3 separate regions of the Drosophila melanogaster genome follow, and regions 1 and 2 are each linked to region 3. Evidence: chromatin contacts called from public targeted proximity ligation data. All regions are on one chromosome and are shown on one strand. The core of a region is the stretch at or near the end of the contact, and the rest is flanking DNA. Distances in the headings are between cores, read along the strand shown. Region 1 holds the start of Cul2 (Cullin 2). Region 2 holds the start of Spf45 (Spf45,). Region 3 holds the start of Nubpl (NUBP iron-sulfur cluster assembly factor, mitochondrial).

Evidence for each region.
Region 1: a contact with region 3 is called in a targeted proximity ligation map of the Kc167 cell line, with 4 times the contacts expected there. A contact is called at or near these places in 15 of 107 Hi-C or Micro-C datasets (the Kc167 cell line, the S2 cell line, cellular blastoderm embryo and 6 more) and 2 of 7 datasets of targeted methods (both in the Kc167 cell line).
Region 2: a contact with region 3 is called in a targeted proximity ligation map of the Kc167 cell line, with 2.1 times the contacts expected there. A contact is called at or near these places in 2 of 107 Hi-C or Micro-C datasets (the S2 cell line and embryo) and 1 of 7 datasets of targeted methods (the Kc167 cell line).

Annotation. Positions count from the first base shown.
Region 1 is chr2L:21,656,743-21,660,335 of dm6, forward strand. It overlaps Cul2 (Cullin 2), which reads left to right and starts at 1,993. Exons shown (of 9, transcript NM_165390.2): 1 at 1,993-2,219; 2 at 2,353-2,530; 3 at 3,098-3,322; 4 at 3,381-3,593. The coding sequence starts at 2,412. It overlaps lncRNA:CR43144 (long non-coding RNA:CR43144), which reads left to right and starts at 883. Exons shown (of 2, transcript NR_124416.1): 1 at 883-925; 2 at 1,091-1,507.
Region 2 is chr2L:23,066,981-23,070,403 of dm6, forward strand. It overlaps Spf45 (Spf45,), which reads right to left and starts at 1,406. Exons shown (of 3, transcript NM_001042961.3): 1 at 1,220-1,406; 2 at 165-1,164; 3 at 1-103. The coding sequence starts at 1,336. The coding sequence ends at 9. lncRNA:CR43242 (long non-coding RNA:CR43242) reads left to right here and starts at 2,025. Exons shown (of 2, transcript NR_048041.1): 1 at 2,025-2,281; 2 at 2,912-3,423.
Region 3 is chr2L:22,238,478-22,242,139 of dm6, forward strand. It overlaps Nubpl (NUBP iron-sulfur cluster assembly factor, mitochondrial), which reads left to right and starts at 1,439. Exons shown (of 2, transcript NM_001273759.1): 1 at 1,439-1,626; 2 at 1,677-3,662. The coding sequence starts at 1,455. The coding sequence ends at 2,386. It overlaps lncRNA:CR43765 (long non-coding RNA:CR43765), which reads right to left and starts at 1,236. Exons shown (of 3, transcript NR_073822.1): 1 at 1,217-1,236; 2 at 950-1,147; 3 at 706-880.

The sequences.
Region 1 (3,593 bases), core at 743-3,242, 580 kb before region 3:
TGTCTGTTCTGCTCAACGATCGATCACTAACTGACCCAATCTCTCTTCACAAAATCCGAATTACGCGTAATTCTTAACTCTACACGCATTGCCAACACATTTTGGAGACCCACTCCAGTCCGCACTAGTGCACACCGCATTTTTCTGTACGCTTCCGTTATTCCTGCAGAAATCTACTTGCACCCGCTCCTACCCGCGACCAGAAACTCTAACGGTTCTCTGCCGCGCATCAAAAGAATAGAAAAGGCAATTACTAGAAATGTCGTTACATTTAAATGATCTGCGACATATACAAGTTGTCCACGTACATGTTGATATACAAATTCAAAACTCCAATCTCAGCAGCAGATAAATAACCAAACTTAAAGTAAACACCAGTCAGAAAATTTCAATTTCACAATGCTGTGAAATAATTTCAGTATAAAGCTTTTATCCTAAACATATTTGAAGTTCCAGAAAATTCTAAAAAATTTCTAGGTTGAGTGGATTAGGATTTAGATTTAGAAAATCAGTCTAAGTCCGGACGAGATTGTGAACATTTTCAAATTAAGGATAAGATAAGATAAATAAATTTTAAATTTTAATTTACATGTATCTACATATGTTGGCTGTTGTCTATCCCAGTTTCGAAAACAATGCATGTAAAAAGCGTGTAGTCACAGAAAAATTATATCTCCACGAAAACTGTGGATTAAATTGTAATCAAACTTTTTACACAAATAATGAAATTACAACATTTTTAAGATACCGTGCAATTTGAAGTTTATTTAATTTTTTGGAATTCACCTCCAAATAACGATTAAGAAATAAATACAAAACGTCTGCCGTGCTGATGGCTCAGGCTTTCCTCAGGCTGGAGTACCCCCCATGCCACAGCTCTAAACACTAAAGTCGATAACCACCGACGTCTCACAACACTGAAAATGTAAGCAATGTTAAAGCGAACACAAAGACAAAAAATTTAAATGTTTTGAAATGCTTAGAACATCACACCTTTTGGTAAATCGGAGTCCGAATTCTTTAAATAATTCTCGGTATATATATTAATTATTTTTTACATCATTTACATCTCAATCCATTTCTCCATCAGTATATGGTATCACACTTGGATCGACGACTGCTACATTGGATAGGTCAAAGTGAAATGTGTGGATGGCCTTTGGAAGCTACAAAGGCTGGAAATAGTGGTAGGCGATGTGCCAATTTTTGGCGCATATGGAAGGTTGCAAGTATTGATCACCGGCGGCTACGGTGGATGTGGCTCCAATTTATTCTTTGGAGTAAATTTCCGGTTTGGTGGATAAAAAAGTTCCAATCGACTGACAACCAACAGACAACTAAAAAAATTTGGCGCTCAACGATCTTAGCCATTGACAAATATGAGACTTTCTGATTTTTTGAGCTATACATTTTGTAAATTTTTGTTTCTTTAAGCTTAATGGTTTTTTCGTTTGTTTATCTTAGCCTTTATATATTTTCTTAGTAATTAAACATGTATTTATTTTGTATCTATCTCTTTGTATTTGTATTTTTTTGTATGTATCTCTGTTTGCCTTTTCGAAAGCCACATCTAGGCACTTAACAGTTTAGACCTTTAAAACTCGGTCTGTACAAAATGGATCATTCTTCTAGATCATACACTTACCTTTAAGGCATAACCCTTAACTCACTTTTGAAATCTTTTGAAAATGTATATTCTTTTGAACAAAAAGGTTGGCACTCGAGAGCAATAGCAATACGTATAAGCAATCGAAAAAAACGAAAATCATAAAAAATCCTAACATTATTACAGTTCACATATGAAATCAATTTAGGTTTGTGCACTTACAGTTTTTTAAGAAAATGGCTTTGGCCAGTTTTTAGGCAGGAAGGTAAAAAATTTGTTCAGTGGATCGGCGTTGACAATAAATTAAGATCAAAACAAAAGCAAACGTTTCGGTAGTGGAGACACGACATTCTTTTTACATCGAATTTTTTGTCGAGTTCAAATATCGATAGATTATATCGATATCGTCTTCGTCTGACAAACCATTTCACGATACCAAAAAAAAAGTGCAAAAATAACTAAATTCTCGGCGTAATTATTTAGTAAATAGCGTAGCTAAGCAGCAGGTGAGTAGGTCGCAAGCGCGCCCCTCCACGATCCATCAAGCGGTAATTGGCCTGCTGTGCAATTGCTCGAGGACAAGGCCATTTGCCTGGTGGCCCCCACGCAAAAAGTAAGCGATTATGCCAAAAAGCAAAGCAGAAGTGGTCTCTGCCAACGCATGAGGGTCGCTCGGTCGCCCATTGTTATATTTGCGAAGGCAGAATCAGTCGGCGTTCTAATTAGCGTGCACCCTGTCCCATCAGAAAACCCTTCCAAATCCATATCCAGACGGACCACGGATTAGGACTAAGACCCATTTGACATGTCGCTCAAGCCCAAAATAGTGGAGTTTGTCGATGTTTGGCCGCGCCTGCGCTGCATCGCCGAGTCGGTGATAACGCTCACCAAAGTGGAGCGCTCGGTGTGGAATACTAGCTTCAGGTACGTCTTGGCAACGGTCGGAGTATTAAACAGCCTGGAGAGAGATATTGTGATAGGTCACTAGAGACTACAAAGTTACCCAACTCAGAAGAAACACAAATAACACTAACTAACTTTTAAATTAATCCAACATAAGTAATGGTTTCAATCACATTATTTTGCATTTGAGTTGGTAAACTATGAATGTACTAGTACCTAGCGGTTCAACTATATATTTTATTCAACAGCAAAATTCACAAATATAGCTGCTAGCGAGGCGAAAATGATTTGGTAAATGTCGTAGAATCTTGATAAATGCAATCATAGTTTTAATAATAAATGCCTGTTTTCTAGCTTGAATTTAAATATTTTGACCGCTTAAAGGTTAAACTAAGTTCAAGTAAATATTAAATAGATCGATGACGTATCTTTTTAAAATTAATAATCAAAACAGTGTAACGCAGGCTGCTTTTATTCTGACCGCAACTGTTCGTATATATGTGTGAAGCGTGAGTTGCCAAAATAAAATTTCTAAAATAACGAGCACTAATACATCTGTCTTTCCAATCACATTCCTTTAACATATAGCGACGTTTACACACTGTGCGTGGCGCAGCCGGAACCGATGGCTGATCGTCTTTATGGCGAAACAAAACACTTTCTTGAGCAGCACGTCCAGGAGATGCTGGCCAAAAAGGTGCTGATCGAGGGAGAATGCTCCCATTCCAATGGTGGCCCAGACCTTCTCCAGCGTTACTACATCACCTGGATGGAATATAGCCAGGGTATCAAGTATCTGCACCAATTGTACATGTAAGAATGCATCGAAGTCTGTAATAACTCAATGATCGTTGGAATTAATTTCCTTTAGCTACCTGAATCAACAACACATCAAGAAACAAAAGATTACCGATACGGAATCGTTCTACGGTAATCTGTCAAGCGATGCTGCGGAGCAGATGGAGATTGGCGAGCTAGGTCTAGACATTTGGCGCCTGTATATGATTGAGTACTTGTCCAGCGAACTGGTCCGTCACATACTCGAGGGCATTGCCGCAGACAGAGCTAGCAATGGCACCTTGGA
Region 2 (3,423 bases), core at 156-2,655, 830 kb after region 3:
TATTAGTTCTAATGTAATTGGAAACATTTAAACTTATCATAGTTGTAAAACCCCGCTCGCACTTGACGTCCTCCAAAAAAACGTCCATTAAGGTCCACTACAGCTGCAAAGAAAAATAAAAGCTAACTATTTACCAAACAAAGTATTCACATATGTATAAAAACCTTTAATTGCACTTTCGATCCGCCTAAACTCTACGAATATTTTAACTGCATCTTCTGGCACAGTTCCGAACGATTCGTGAATGATTACACTGTTCACTTCCCCGTACTTGGTGTTGCATTCGTCTTTTACCTCGGGTTCCAATTCTTCGTCAACGTCCCCGGGTCCTACCATGTTGCGTAGAAGAACAACCTTGCTTGGTGATTTCATAATCTCCGTAATGCTGTATCCGATGTCACCACTCTCAGCCGCCGTGTCTACCATCTGGGGAGGAGGCATGGCCTTGTGGCTGGGACTTGTTCCTATTTGGGAGCCAATAGAAGGTGGCGACAATGCTAGGGGTGGCAGAAAAACGTCTTTTTCGTGTATGATCCGTCCACCACGTTTGGAGGTTTTCTCTACTTGAAGAGCTATGGCCATGCCCTGCTCCGATTTTCCGAGACCTTGACCATCCTTAAACCCATATTTTGCCATAATTTTGGCGGCCACCGAGCTGGCAGAATATGGCATAGTATTAGTGGCTTCACAACCACTATCAATGGACATTTCTTGGAGGGAAGGAGGGGGAGCGATTGTGGCACCTCCCTGTTTAGCTACAAGGCCCGGAGATGGCAAGTACATGTCATCATCGTTTTGCCGGTGGCCAAACCCGCTGAGCTTCAGGTTAGGGGCTGAGACTTCGTCTCTATAAAATTCTCGACGACCGACGCGTCCACGTTTACGATCTTTTTCTTTGTCATCTCGGTCTTCTCGATCACTTACGCCTGCTCGATTTTTGTCACTGCCATTACTTTTCTCTTTAAGTTTTTCATATTCATTTGGCCTTTGAGGATCGTATTCATCGGCAACGTCCCAGTCCCCCCTGTTTATCCTTTCCAGTATGGATGGAAGGGCTTTACCACTTATTAATGGTTTGGATACAACTGTAGTAATTGGAGCAAAACATGTAACTTCTGGATCTGCAAGGCGTTTGGACCTTAGATTAACCACTGGCGTCATAAGCTACATAGGGTGTATTAATAATTGTATGATCTATATCGGCAGATTGTATACTCACTGGTTTTTTGACAGCCATTTTTACTGCCAGCTGGGTCTGTAACATTTTTATTCCCGAAGACCATCCATCAATCTGGCTAGATCGAGCCCTCGTATCAATGCCGTCATACAAATCCATTAACAAATATATCAATACTAGCACCACCTTAAGATATTGATGACAACGAGCTTCAACAATGTTTTTATTTATTTTCAAGGCCCGATAGATTTAATGACTATCAACTGTTCGACTTAATGTCCGATTCACACAGAGCCATATCACTGCAAGAAAGGATGCCCTATCGGGCAAGAACAGATAAGCTACAATAGAAAAAAGTTTACAAATCTATTTATTTATTTAAATTTATTTTAAAATTTTTCTAACACAAAAAAACGCATGCGTCTATTTTATGTTGAAACTTAAGTCAACTACATGGGTCATCGAACTGTTTTTAATTTCACTGTTTTACTAAAATAAAAACTATTGCACAACGATTGCCTTGCATCTATGGCATAGTCATAGTTAGTAGAGCTTACGACTTACACGCTAAATATTATCGATATTGAAGAAAAAAATTAAGAAGAGCTTACAGTTGTTAAAAACAAGTCGTACTTCATAATGTTTTCGTTGCTTTCAAAATAAATACCTTGAAAGAAGGTATTTAATTACCTATGCACGATAAGATACTACTATCATCGAATATATAGGAAACAAACCCCTTTAAACGCTACGAAACAAGGAAAATGTTACTACTTCTATTCATGAGAGTGTGGGCGGGGCTTAAATCGAATAACTTTGTATAAAGATTTCCCATAGTTAACACAAGTTAAACTTCTTAAAACTAATAAAAGCAAAACAAGCATCAATTTTTCACAATTCAAAATTTTATGATAAATAATGCTTGAGAGAGCCAGTAAGAGCGTCGTCTGTTTAGCCGAACCATTTGATTTTGTAATGGTTTTTGTAGCGATAAATTGTGCAACAGTTAATGTATAGTGGATTGAACTGTAGTTACTCGATTGCCAAGACATAATAAATCGACTGAGAAAGTAAAGGAAGATTCCTGCGGGGAATGTGCTTTTCGTAAGTTTTGCATATCTTAGCATTTTCATTGTGTCATTTAAAGAGATTTGTAGATTAGTGTTGATCAAGATCATACAGAATTGCCAATTACATGCGGCACGGGGACTACCGATGTCTAAGCAAAGACATTCGAATATCAAGAGGTTTGTGACGGCCAAAATTGCTCTTACTCCGCCTCGCGTGAAATTGAGAGCGTAGAAGACGATTTTCGAACCGAAATTAATATTGATCTAAGAAGCGAAGTTACATATTTAAAAATGATTTAAAAATTAATGCCTTGACCATTATTGTTTTTATTCTTAATGTTATTTAAATTATTATCAACCGTTCACATAAATATATTTTATTGTTTATAATTAATATTTGTAAAATGGTACTGGAGACATACTTCAACATGAGACTGTGAGCAACATAACAGAATTAAAATTATGTTTATTATTTCAACTAATAAATCAAATGAATTTTATCTAAAATTGTGGATAAAACTTTTGTAATTTAAAAAATAAATTTAAAAAATATATATACATTTTAAAAAATGTATTTCATAAAAACTATACAAACATACATACATAGTTAAAAATGAATATTTATATAATAAATATAAATATACAACTTGTTGCTAAATTTTAGGGCACGACATGCGGATTTCATACGTCGCGAGCTGAATACTGTGAGGAGTCTTAAAACTCTCAAAAAATACAACTTAGGAAAGCTGCTTAGCAACAGCGAAGACGGCTGGAATGTGAGAGTTGTCAGGCGGCCAGGTCGAACGGAAAATAATGGACCTTGGACCCCGACAAAGTGGAGAGACCGTGAACTAACGGTATTGCGCTGGACCTTTGACTCGAGCTCTGGACGGCCAAGGCCCAAGGTCGAACGGTAACAATGCGGACTTTGGACGAGCACAAAGAGGACGCACCTTGAACTAACGTGGCCTTGTACCTGAGCGGACCGTGCACAAAAAAATAACGCGATCCCCGCGACCACCTATACCAACAAGGCGACAAGAGATTCGCGAGTGGGAACGAACAGTGAGAAAGTAAGAGTAACGCCGCGAACAGTCAACCCGTCAGTGAAAAACGCGCACCCGTCGACAAGGTAACGGTCTGTGAGAACGCGCAGGACGTAGAAGGGAATTAGCC
Region 3 (3,662 bases), core at 189-2,688:
GTCACAAAAAAAATTACATTTATACCAAAATTTGCGGCTTTTAACCCATAGTTGCCGCAATGGCAACAATTTATTCAAGACCCTTAGTTCCTCTTTTAAAACATCCTGACGACCTTGAAGTACTAACGCCAGTGCACTTCTTAGGCACTGCCCCCCTCGCCTTGTTTGCTGAGCCTGATTTCACAAAATTAAATCTCAACCGATTGGATCGCTGGCAGCGAATCACTTACTACCAGTTAATATCTAACGCTTCTTCAGCAACGTTCCAAATGGCGAGCACAGAAGACAGACGTTCAAATCGATAATGTCCTTTTAGTAAAAGACGAAAACCTGCCACCCCTCAAATGGCCACTAGCTCGAGTAATAAATCTGATCCCTGGACTCAATGGCGTCGCACGAGTTGCTGTTCAATAGAGCCGTCGCTAAACTTTGCGTTCTACCCAAACAGGATGATGTTGTCAGCTAGAGTCCACCAACGGGGGGAGGATGTTTGGTTATGCAGCCAAACTCTTATACACTGATGACGCAATTTTGACTTACCCATTTATGGATTGTTTTTCTTTTTTATTGAAATAAAAATCTATAAACAACAAACTGCATTCTATATAAACTTTTTATTTATAGAATTGTTAAACTTTTAAGGGAAAAAAATTTCCAAAGCTCTCGCTCAAGCCGTTTTCCAAATATCTCACGTCAAATATTTTTGCTCAGGGGGCGCTAACCTGGTTTTAATTTTTATTCTGTGAAACTTGCTCATTTGGCTTCTGCATTCAGTTAACAATTAAGTGTTGATCGCACCGGTATTGCTATGATACACTTTAACTCAATCGGTTCGGTACGGGCCGCCGTTCGATATACCCTAAATAGACCCTAAAAAAAACTGAAATATTACTTGAAAAATTAACTTTAGCGTGTTTATAAATTGCCACACCACTTCTCCACCACTTGCCTCAACATGTTCTTCATCCAAGCTTGGCGAGGTTCGCCGAAAAATGTGACAGTTTAAATGTCAGCGGCAGGCAGAGACTTTTCACAGAGTAAACCGTTTTACGAGTATTCTTGTACTGCTGTTACTACTGTTGTTCCACTGTTGAGTTTTGACTGGTTTATTTGAATTACGTGGTAAACGTGGTCTAACGTGGTATTCCTATCGTAAACAAACTGCTCGCTATAGACATTCATTAGATGGGTTATAATAGTATTAATAAATATATACCGTCCAGTAAAAATACTCGCTTTCCCAGTTTTTTAATCTGCTCAATCGGTCGCTTCAGTCGCCAAAGAAAAATGCTAAATACCTAGGAATATTAATTGAGCTATCGAGAATTATCGAAAAATGACTTCGCAAAATAGGAATGATGGAAATGTGTGAGAATCGGCTATAAAGCTGTCGTCGCTGTTTTCACTATGAGTTTTATTTTTAGGATGGAAAATAAATTTATCGTTTTGTAACAATGGAGCGTCTATTGATCAACACGATATGGCGCTCCTACGCAACAAAATTAACTGGGTCCCAGGTGAAGTTAATGGCGCGGGGATTGCCTAAAAAGCAACCGATTATTGGAGTACAAGATATTATAGTCGTTGCCTCTGGAAAGGGTGGTGTTGGAAAAAGCACCGTGGCAGGTGTGTACTCACATATTTCGATTCATGGGTTATTGGAGTCCTTTTCACAGTTAATTTTGCCTGCAGCTTGGCAAAACTAGGAAAGCGAGTAGGATTGCTGGACGGGGATATCTTCGGGCCTACTATTCCACTTCTCATGAATGTCCATGGTGAGCCGGTTGTGAACGATAAGAATTTGATGATCCCGCCGCAAAACTACAATGTAAAGTGCTTGTCTATGGGCATGCTGACACCTGTAGAGACCTCTGTTATCTGGCGAGGTCCTCTTGTAATGTCAGCAATACAACGACTGCTAAAAGGTACTGATTGGGGGCTTCTAGATGTCCTAGTTATAGATACTCCACCGGGCACTGGAGATGTACATCTCTCACTATCCCAGCATGCACCTATCACAGGGGTTATCCTGGTAACAACACCTCATACTGCAGCTGTTCAGGTGACCTTGAAAGGTGCAAGCATGTACGAAAAGTTAAATGTTCCTATCTTTGGCGTAGTAGAGAACATGAAGTACACCATTTGTCAGAACTGTAATCAACGATTGGAGTTTTTTAAAGACAGCCGTATAAGTTCTCTACCGCGCAAGCTAATTTCTCTTCCGTTAGACTCACGAATAGCGGATAGCAACGAGAGTGGAGTGCCTGTTGTAATAAAATATCCGGACAGCAAGTACTCTTATCTATTTACCCAATTGGCTGAGGAGATTACACAAATACTTAACGAACAAAGATGTAATCAAAATCAAAATAACAGTGCACATTAAAAAAAATTTGTGTATATCAAAAATTCTTATTACTTACATTTGTTATGCTGTACCGCTAAAACCAATAAAGTTATCAGGGGAAAGGGACTGTTGTTTCGTTTCCCGCATTTACATTAAACAACACACCACAAAACCATGTCATGCTTCACAGCTAAGACTAAGAGAAGGTTTCAAACTAGTTCTGCTTTTTGTGGATTGATTTTTGCTGGTAGTTTCAAAAATGTAACGCCAACTAGCTGAAATCCTCTTCTGGCTTCTTTAATCTAGATTGCTCATCTTGTCTGTGACAGATACAATCTTCATGTTTAAATATGCCCTCCTATAGCAAAACGTGTCCCGGATATTAACCATCTCCACGCTTTCAAACAGGCTCTGAATTCGTGCGCTTGTGAGAATTACTATAGTATTCGCACCTCTAAATTTGGATATACACAGCCATTTCTAATGCTTTTTATCCATCCATTTATCAATGGTAAATTGTCAGTTTTGGCATCATCAACTTAAGGATGACAACCTATACTGAATTGTGATTCCGGGTTTCATTTTTATATTCATTAAATTATTATTTATTATTATTATCATTAAATATATTGCCCGAGAAAAGCGGATTGCCAAAACGAACCGATCTCTGCTCTGAAGAAGACAACGAAGCGACAATCAACTACAGACAAGGCAATACTTGTTTTTCGTAAACCTAAAACAAGGATCGAATGTCGACAAAGTACTGAAAATAACTCAACTAGGCAGACATCGAGTCACTATGGAGCGTGCGCGCCGCAGAAAAGAGTTTTACAGTCTGAAATGTCACATTTTTAGGCACTCAACGAATTATTGTCTTCAGAATCCCATCCGTGGTAAATGTGCTGGATCCCACGTTACACGAGGTCATGCTTTTAGTTTTCTTAATATTTCTATTCTCACTTTGCTCGTTTAAATGGGGCTCAACTTGAATCAAATATTGCTAAGCAATATCTGAAAGGATCAGAATCAATGCAAGACCTTAGCTTTGGGAATAAATTCCTCTAGAGAGATTCTAGAGACGAAGACGCAGAGCTAGTTTGTTGATCCATGTTGCCACGCCCACAAACCGCGCAAAACTGCCACGCCCAAATTTTTGAACCATTTTTCGACCTTTTTCTTAATTTTATTGGAACAATTTTTAAATTTGTTCTCATTTTATTCCCCAATATCAATCGCGATCCAAGAGAGCGTTCGCTCACACTTGCTGAGTAACGGGTATCTGATAGTCGGGGAACTCGACTATAGTATTCTCTCT